3 separate regions of the Zea mays genome follow, and regions 1 and 3 are each linked to region 2. A link is a contact called in public Hi-C data. All regions are on one chromosome and are shown on one strand. Each heading gives the region's core, a stretch centred on a gene start, on an enhancer-like site or on the middle of the called end of the contact. The rest is flanking DNA. Distances are from core to core; before and after follow the strand shown.

Evidence for each region. Hi-C and Micro-C count contacts between places; a contact is called where the count stands out from the background.
Region 1: a contact with region 2 is called in a Hi-C map of leaf, with 8 times the contacts expected there. The contact joins the promoter of LOC103646322 here to the promoter of LOC100194159 in region 2. A contact is called at or near these places in 5 of 25 Hi-C or Micro-C datasets (ear, leaf and tassel).
Region 3: a Hi-C map of ear shows a contact between it and region 2, with 5 times the contacts expected there. The contact joins the promoter of LOC100277330 here to the promoter of LOC100194159 in region 2. A contact is called at or near these places in 3 of 25 Hi-C or Micro-C datasets (bundle sheath, ear and tassel).

Annotation. Positions count from the first base shown.
Region 1 is chr2:39,864,891-39,867,983 of Zm-B73-REFERENCE-NAM-5.0, forward strand. It overlaps LOC103646322 (protein THYLAKOID ASSEMBLY 8, chloroplastic), which reads left to right and starts at 1,251. Exons shown (of 3, transcript XM_008671054.2): 1 at 1,251-1,472; 2 at 2,137-2,510. The coding sequence starts at 2,196.
Region 2 is chr2:39,712,240-39,715,483 of Zm-B73-REFERENCE-NAM-5.0, forward strand. LOC100194159 reads right to left here and starts at 1,345. Exons shown (of 3, transcript NM_001366995.1): 1 at 1,085-1,345; 2 at 923-951; 3 at 177-804. The coding sequence starts at 1,163. The coding sequence ends at 223. It overlaps LOC100274944, which reads right to left and starts at 65. Exons shown (of 2, transcript NM_001322245.1): 1 at 1-65.
Region 3 is chr2:39,896,060-39,899,130 of Zm-B73-REFERENCE-NAM-5.0, forward strand. It overlaps LOC100277330, which reads left to right and starts at 1,330. Exons shown (of 1, transcript NM_001150925.3): 1 at 1,330-2,141. The coding sequence starts at 1,443. The coding sequence ends at 1,979.

The DNA of each region.
Region 1 (3,093 bases), core at 1-2,500, 150 kb after region 2:
AGTAAGGTTGGGAGAAACAACACACGCAAGACTCAAATACGTCGCACACCTACGCACACAAGTGAAGACTCAAGCTCAAATGACAACACAGGGAGTTCGCGACTCGAATGGAGCTCAATTCTCTAACACAACAAAGCGAATGCGCGGGAGCAGAGTCTGAATGCCTTAGAATACTTAGTGAATGCTTGGGTGACTCCTCCATGCGTCTAGGGGTCCCTTTTATAGCCCTAAGGCAGCTAGGAGCTGTTGGAGGCAAACTTGGAAGGCCATCCTTGCCTTCTGTCGAGTGGCGCACTGGACAGTCCGGTGTGCCATCGGACAGTCCCTGTAGCTGTCCGGTGCGTGATCGCCTTCCAAATCAGGCGCATCCGACTGTTGCTCCTCTGGGCTGATTGGCGCACTGGACACTGTCCGGTGCACACCAGACATTGTCCGGTGCACACCAGACAGACCGGTGCACCAACCGACCGTTGGAGCAGTCCACGTGTCGCGCGAAGAATGTGCGGCCGACCGTTGGCTCACTGGACAGTCCGGTGCACCACCGGACAGTCCGATGAATTATAACCATACGCCGTCGTTGATTCTCGAGAGCGACGAGTTCACGCGGACCGGCCTGGCGCACCGGACACTGTCCGGTGCACCACCGGACAGTCCGATGTGCCAGACTGAGCTGAAGCTTGACTGCACTCAGCCAAATCTTTTCCAATTTGTTTCTTTTCTTCTTAGCTCTGTTTCTAACACTTAGACAAATACATTAGTATTCAAAACCAATTTACTAAGTCTAGAAACATATCTTGTTATATGATTTGCACTTCTTGCTTGTTTAGCACATAACAACTCACTCACTATGTGTTGGACACTTAATCACCAAAACATTATAGAAATGGGCAAAGAGCACATTTCCCTTTCACACATCCTGTGATGTCTTCACGCCATCACCGTGACCGTCTGGTCTTCCATCGATAACTTCGATCTCTCAAGACATCGGAAGGTTGTTGATATTAATTTCTAGCGTCGGCTTAGTTAAAAATAGAAAATATGCTCGCTTATTTTATGTTGACATAGACCACTTTTAAAATTAGCAATCAATAAAAAAGGAACTGTTGGAGCACATACATTTTTCTACTTTTTAAAATGTTTTAGCAACTTTTAAAATCTATAATTTAGGATGCTAAATTTATATAATTATTAGAGATACTCTTAAGAGAATTGTTGTACATGGTCTAAGCCCACTACGCCAACGCCTGACGCCCAATTCTCCGGTTCCAGTCTCCACTCACCCGTCAGTCCGTCACCCGAGACTGACCGCCGCCGCCGTACAGCACGGGCGCCGGTCACCGGGGAACGCAGGAAGCAGCACCCTTCTCCAGCTCGGGCACGCAGCAGTGCAGCACGGGCATGCAGCAGCAGGCAGCACGACACCGGCTTCTCTAGACTCCAGCTCGCCACCACCAGCGTCCAGCCTTCAGCAGGTATCGCCCTCTAGTACTCGCAGGCAATGCCTGAAGCTCAGGTTCATACATATACTATTCGTTTTATAGTTGTTTAGTTTAATGCAATAAGAGGAAGCATCCTGCAGCACACACCACACGACTCCACCACGCCAGGTTTCTTCTTCAGTTCACAACGGCAATCGGCGACCTGCTTGCTTGACTAGCTTGCAAATTCATTGCGATTAGTCAAATCAATTCATATCTGAATCCATTGCAAATTTGTTAAAGTTTGCTTAGGCGAACTGAACTTCACATTAAAGTTTGTTTGCTTGGCTTGTATTTGAGGCGTGGGGGGTGAAGATAAGATAGTCTAGAGTGACTCCTCTTTACGAAACAAGGGTCAACGGGCACGTTATCGGGGGAAAAAATAGTTCTGGAATGAGGCCATCTGTGCATAGTTGGTAACAGCACTTTGTGCTTCTGTCAAATGATGCTAATTTGTTACTAAGTGCATCCAGTATGGTGTAAAGTTTGCCTTTCGTGCTATGGCTTGAGATCTTGCAAATTATACAAGTTGCATACTGAGAAAGATGGTGTAAAGTTCTAAGGCTGGCGTGTATCTTGCCTTTTTTTTTCTTATGAAGCTAGAATGTGAACCGCAAGTCGGCAGTACAAACGAACTCTGAATCTGTCATGCTGTCAGCCTATCCAGAACTGCTGCAGTCCCACGCCACTATCCAATTCGAGCAGAGGCAGGCGGGGATGCTCTCTCTACCCGCCTGCTCACCATTCCGCTTACCCCCTACCCGTTGTGGCGCTCGCCGGAAGAGCGCGGCCGCCGCGACCATCACGATGCGGGACCGCAGCAAGAACCGGAAGCCGACGCAGCGAGGGCGGTACCTCAGCACCGAGGCCATCCAGGCTGTCCAGTCCCTCAAGCGCGCCGCGCTCCGCGGCGCCCCCGCCGCGTCCGCCGCTGCCGTGGTGGAGCCCAAGCTGCGACGCCTCCTCAAGGCAGACATGGTCGCCGTCTTCCGCGAGCTCGCCGCGCAGGGCGAGGCCCTCCTGGCCCTCCAGGTACGCGCTGCTATTTGTGTAGTACTTGCCGCTTCACCGGCAGCCCGCACGAAGCTAATGGGAATGGCCTTGGTGGCTATTCTGTCGGTTGCAAGGCAAATTCTTCGACATATTCTGTCGATCAATTGCCTCTGAATATGTAGATTAGCAACTTATAATTAGTAAAATCGTTAATTCCTCGGGTGCCCTAATTCCTTTCATGAAAGCTGTGCCGTGCTGAACTTTGTCATCTGCTTAAGTTGTGCCCACTGCCCAAATTCTTAAAACTGAAGCATATCTTAATGCTCGTATTTGAGAACAATGGTTTAGCTAAAACCTGTCAGCCTTTGTAATTTGTAAACTACTACTAACAGATGTGTACCCACTATATTTGGTTATAAACCTCATTTCCGTTATATAGATGTGTTGTATTTCTCGTCTAAGTCACCAATTTACCACCAGGTTTGTACCTCTAACTTCATGTAGTTATACCTTTTTAATGTTAGCTTCTGTAGATGACCTTTATGGGGGGATACTGGGTACATATGAGACATTTAGCCATTTAGGGTTTGTTTGAGAACTCTATTTTCCTAAGGGGTTTCTA
Region 2 (3,244 bases), core at 95-2,594:
GCTTTTAGTTTTTCTGGCGGCGACGCGTTTAGGTAGGTCACGGTGAACGAGTACGAGACGAGAATGAGAGTGGATCGTAGATCGTTTGTGTTGTTTTGTTTCTACGGCCGCTGGAATGAACAAATCACACGCAGGCAGATCAGATCCATCGATTCCAACGTTTGAACGCAAGTGGCGAGAAAAACAAGGGGGGAAATTTGTGCAGCGCCGCTGCAATGTACTTCAAAGCACATGAATGCGAAACGGAGTATCCACGAGTTCGCTGCGAAATGTCAGCTGCAGCACGGCTACACAACACAACACAACACAACAATGTGCATTTGGTAAATTGGCAGTCGAGACTAGAAAACCAAGACTCTGCATACAGATGCAGTGGAGCCGCCACCGCCAGGCACGAATGGATCTCTCTCCTCTCCTCGTCTCTCCACTCCTCCTCACACTCCTCCTCAGTAGTATGTGCAGGAGCCATAGCCTGTGCGAAACGAGAGGGAAGCGGCATTCGATGAGAAGACAGATGGACGGACGAAGGATCTGAGAGCTTATTAGAGAGAATGAATGGGGGTACTTACTTGGGTCGGACTGCACGACGAGCGCGGAGTTGTTGAAGTAGCAGTTCCAGGGGTGCCTGCCGCTGTAGGCGTAGTAGAGGTTCATGGCGACGGCGGCGCGGGACACGGGGCTGTCCGGGTAGTAGCACGGCCCGCCCTTCTGGATCACGGCGCAGCTCACCTGGGAGCACGCGTAGTCCAGGTTCTGCGCCAGGATCTCGTTCGACGCCGACGGCTTCGCGATGCACCACGTCTTCTGCAGCTCGTCGTTGGCAACCAAGTCCAACCAGATCAGTACTTAAGTATTCATTCATTTGCGAGTTGGCGGGCATACATACATAGATAGATAGAGCGTCAAGAGCCAAAGGCCGTACCTGTCCCTCCACGAGACCAACGGTGCTGCCTGCAAAACACCCGAGAGAGAGAGAGAGAGATGGTGGCCCATTCTTTTCAGACGAACGGCGTGGTGGTTCTGCTTGAGCGCAATGATCTATCTATCTATCTCATAATGATAGATGGAGTCGAGCCGAGCTCACCTGAGGTGAAGAAGTAGAGGAGCACGAGGCCCAGCGAGAGGAGCTGGAGCGACGCCGATGGCCGGTCTCCTCCCCGCATCTTGCTCCGCTACTGTGCGCTTGCACCAGGATTGGAGCTGTGAACTTTGAGAGTCGGTCAGATGTGGGGATGCGGACTGCACCGAAGAGTACTACTAGTAGGGAGGTGGAGATTGCGGAGGTGGAGATTGCGGAGAGCATTTTCAGATTGCCTTGTCGAGCAGGGTAGGGTAGGTGACAGACACTCACACCACACAGATTGCTTGCTGGGATGCATGCGCGTGCACGTTACACGCATGTGACAGCGTGAATTTGTTTAATGGCTCTCCGTCTCTCTGGCTTCTTGGACCCAAGGCAACCAACCATGTGCTTCAGCAGGATAACGAATAGTACTGCCAATGCCAATCTTGTTCGTTCCGGTCCGCGATCTCCCTCTCCCTCTCTCTCTCTCCCGTAAACTTTTGTCTTGGGCCCCTCGTCTGATCACAAAAACTGGTGGATCCACACGGTAGTACATTTTTTTGGCCCACGTTGACCAGCTCCTGGTTATTACTATTGTTTTTCTTCACAGCTTTCTCGTTTCTGTCCCCGGTCCAGTCTTTCTGATCATCTGACGTATGCTAGTCAAAGCAGGACCAATGCAGCAGCAAAAAAAAAAAAAAAAAAAAACAACAACAACAACATGGCTCATGCATTGAATCCCTTGCATGTTTCAGCCTATTGCTGTACTGAACTGAATCCCTTCCCTCCCAACAGAGCTCAGGAATTGCGACCCCTTTTTCTCTATGAACCAGAGTTTTCTCTCCACGATGGATGGCTCTGCACTGCAGTAAACAGAGATAGAGAGAGAGCCACAGCCACCCATGATTGCCAAATCATGCATTACTTTGGGCATGTTTGGTTTGTGCCTAACTACGCCACACTTTGTCTAAGGTTAGTCGTTCAAATTGAAGAACTAACCTTAGGCAGAAAAGTTAGGCAAAGTGTGACAAGTTAGGCAGGGAACCAAACATGCCCTTTGTCTGCTCCACACCCATGTGGGTTCGTTCCATCACTGTGAGATAGATCAAAAAAAAAAAAAACAAATGCCACCCGCTCCCTGGACGTAAAAGATGTCTGTCATCAGGCACTTGAAACGTACTACTACCTTGCTGCGTTCCGTATTCTTGGATGCTTTTCCATTTTGCCTTTGCTCATCAATACCTTTTCCCTTCCACTTTGCGTGAAAAAAAAAGAGAAAGATTGAACTGATTTCAGAACTGTTCTCAAGCAGCACTAGCTAGCCCATTCACACCAAGCGTACCGAGCAGACTCGCCAGTAGTCACTAATAAAAGCAAGCGAGATGAGCTCGTCAGTACTGATTCTACCATGGAGGCCCTCGACCTCGAGGGAGCATACAGCTTTTTTTAGATTGTCAAATGAACCACCCTGTTTGTTACCAGTTAACACTGGTACTGATGCAGTAGATGCCCCCCCGCATTGTTTGCTAAAGCAACCACCTTTACATTCAGACTGGCACAGCACTTACCACTCCCTTCCAATGCTTAGTTGATTGATGTCAAAAAGACAGGTGGGTTGTTTGACGTGTTCTTTACCCTTATTCCTTAGATTCATTTTCGATAGCAATAGGTTCTTTGGCACCTATTAGTTTCAATCTTCTCACCCAGCATAGAGAAACAGGGTTATAGCTAGCGCCTATCTTTACGAGTTTAACGCGACATGTCAAAGGCAGGCTTACATGTGCCAAAACAAGGCTGTCTCCCCTTATTTATCCACATTTCGAGGGAACCACAAATTAGTTTAAGGTCGACAGGCCCTGTTTCTTCGCTTGGTTTTAATCCGTACCGGTTTCTGATGCTTCTTGCTTTTGTCTCTATAAATAACAGCCACAACGGTTCTTCGAACAACTAGCTTTCATCTGGAGCAAATAGCCCCTGTATTGTCGAAGGCGAGCATTTTAACAGCCCCCTCCACCTGAACGAAACAACATCAAGAGGAGCACCTGAGCGGACAAAGTGATCTGAAATACATACACTTGCATCAAAATCATTGAACACCAGAGCGGACAAAGTGATCTGAAATACATACACTTGCATTAAAATCATTGAACACACAGACCTTCCAGTCCCGAGCTGTCCAAC
Region 3 (3,071 bases), core at 80-2,579, 180 kb after region 2:
GCTAGGGGTAGGGTAATGATGTATCCCCTGTGGCTCGATCGGTCCGAGCCCAAGGTCGGGCGAGGCGGAGACTTCTCCTGAGGCCGAGGTCGTGGTCGGGCGAGGACGCGATTCCTCCCGAGGCCGAGGCTGAGGCCGAGTCCTGGGGTCGGGCGAGGCGGAGACCTCCTCGCGAGGCCGAGGCCTAAGGTCGGGCGAGGAGGAGACCTCCTCGCGAGGCCGAGGCCTAAGGTCGGGCGAGGCGGAGCTTTCTGTTGCGCCTGAGACTGAACTCAGCTGTTGTCAGTCTTACCCCGGTGGGTGGCACAGCAGTCGGAGCGAGGCGAGCGGCGCTGTTTTCCTGTCAGGTCGGTCAGTGAAAGGGCGAAGTGACTGCTGTCACTTCGACCTTGCCGACTGAGGCGCGCGTGTCAGGATAAGGTGTCAGGCGATTCCCGCATTAAATGTGCATGCGATACGGTCGGTTGGTGAGACGATTTGGCTAAAGTTGCTTCACAACGAAGCCTGCCCGAGCTGGGCTTCGGGCGAGTCGAGGGTACGCCCACCGCCTGAGGAGGCCCTCGGGCGAGGCGTGAATTCGTCCGGGGCTACTGTTCCCGCCCAAGGCCGGGCTCGGGCGAGGCGAGATTGCGTCCCTTGGTAGACGAGGCCTTGACCTGAACCGTGCCCATAAGTCTTTGCGGTTTGTGCTGAGGGTGGTTATCATCCGTGTTTATGAGTGTTGGGTACCCCTAATTATGGTACCCGACAAGTATAGTGGCATTATTTATATATCTTTTTTGGGAAACGTTTGTTTTCACCGCTCTACCAAAAATAACAATTACATTTTAACCGTATTGGATCTATATTTGATTAGTCGTACCAATAAAACTATGAACAAGCAATTAAACAGTTTAATGTTAGGTCCGGTCCTAATATCTATTTTTTTCTATTCTCGGATATATAATACTCCCTCCGTTTCGTTTTAGTTGTCGCTGGATAGTGCAATCCAGCGACAACTAAAACGAAATGGAAGAAGTATTATCTTAGAACAATGGTTGACATCTATGCTATAATCTCCTTTAATTCTGAAAGGAATTTAGGTTTCTAAACTAGCTTTTACACTGTTTTAAAAAGAGTGTATATACGGGTGTAAAATATTGTTTTGCATTGTTTACGTAAAGTGGAGTTTATATATAGAAAAACCAGTTTAATTTGACAAGAAAAACTGGATGGGTAAGTACTCCGTGTTTTTTTGGTTTCGTGGCCATGCATGTTTATTTATCGGAACAATATCCAAAAACCAGTTTAATTTGACAAGAAAAACGCAGGAACACGGAGAAATTTGGCGACGTTCCAAACATCCTTATCCTGTCACCTCCGCTCCACGACCGCCCCAGCCTCCAGGTCCTAGCTCCGGCCTCCGCCGCCGCCTCTCACCTCCGCTCCCCTTCCCTTCCCACATGGCGAAGGCCGACGCCCGTACCCGAGGCCGGGCCGCCTCTCACGTCCCCACTCCCACATGGGCGCAGCGCACTGAGGCCCTGACCCACGTCCTGACCCACCCGTCCCACGCGCCGTCGCTCCAGTCGCAGCTCTTCCTCGCCTCCCGCGTCCCGTGCCCGCCGCGGGGCCTCGGCTCCACCACGTCGTACCCGCCGTTCCTCTGCCCCGGCGCCTCGCTCCTCCGCTGGGCTCTCGCCTCCGTGTTCCTCCCGCGCGCGGCGAGCCTCTGCCTCCCGCCCTCGTCCTGGCGGTCCCGGTGCCCCTTCCAGCTCCCGCCGCCGGTCGTGCCCTCCGCGGCCATCGAGCCGGCGCCCGAGCGGTGGGCCGACTCCGAGCTCAGGGCCTACGCGCGCCGGCGGCGGGAGCGGAGGGGCCCGCTGACGGTGCGGCCGCCGGTGGCCGTGGTGGGAGTGGTGCTCACCACCGTGCCCAACGTCGTGATCGTCGTGGCCTTCGTGAAGGAGTACTTCTGGGGCAGGACCAGCCGTATCTGAGGCGTGGTGTCTGATGCTTGTTTTGCTCTTGATGTAAAAAAAAGAAGCAGTAACCCCAGTGTAATCGGTGCTGACTAAGACAGCTTCTTGAGCTTTCCCTTCTATTAAAAGTTGGGTTTCACCTCCAGAAGCCATTGTCTGATGCTTCTTTTGCTCTTGATGTAAAGGAAAAAGAAAAAAGAAGCCATTGTCTGACATTGTTGCAGAAACCGTGATGACTGATGAGCATAGCAAATTTGTGGTGAAATGTGCCTGCAATCTGCAAATTTGTTGCTCTGGTATGGTCAGGAATAATGATCTGCTGGGCCTGGGTAATTGGCTGCAGCATATGGCGTGCACCAGACTGAATACATTACTAGGGTGTTTGGTTGCCTCTGCTAAAGTTTAGTCCGGGTCACATCAAGCGTTTGACTTTTAAACAGGAGTATGAAATATAGACCCAACCAACTGGACTAGATTCGTCTCGTCTTTTAATCTTCGGCTGACAAATTAGTTTTATAATCCGACTACATTTAATACCCGGAACGGAAGTTCAAACATTCGATATGACAGGGGCTACATTTTAGTTTGGGGTAACCAAACACCCCTTGCATAGCTGGAGAATGAAGAGTGCCTGCAACATACAGTAGTATGCTGCTGCTGCTGCTGCAACATTACATTAGTTTCTGCTATCCGTTTTCAGACGGCTGCTTTAGTATTTATGAGAGCATGCTGCATTGCTGATCTTAATTGAGGATCCAGGGAACACAGGGATCTCGGCAGCTCCATCAAACACCCTGGGTGGGCCTATTTATTTTATTTATTTATTTACACATGAGCGCCACTGACACCGAGACCACTCTACTGCTCTGCTCCTACCCCCTTCATGTCAATCGAAGCCTCCTCATGGACCACCAGCAAATCAATCCGCCCGAGCCGGTATAGCGGTTCATTCACCACCAGCATTTGCCCTTGAAGAAACAAGTCCCAGGAGGATCAGACTACTTTGCACAACTAGTGCAAACTGAACTTTGTGTTTGGCCTAGACCAACCAACCATATCAAAACAGGTTCCTTTCAAGTGCCTTTTGTTTACCTGGAAAACTGTACGAAC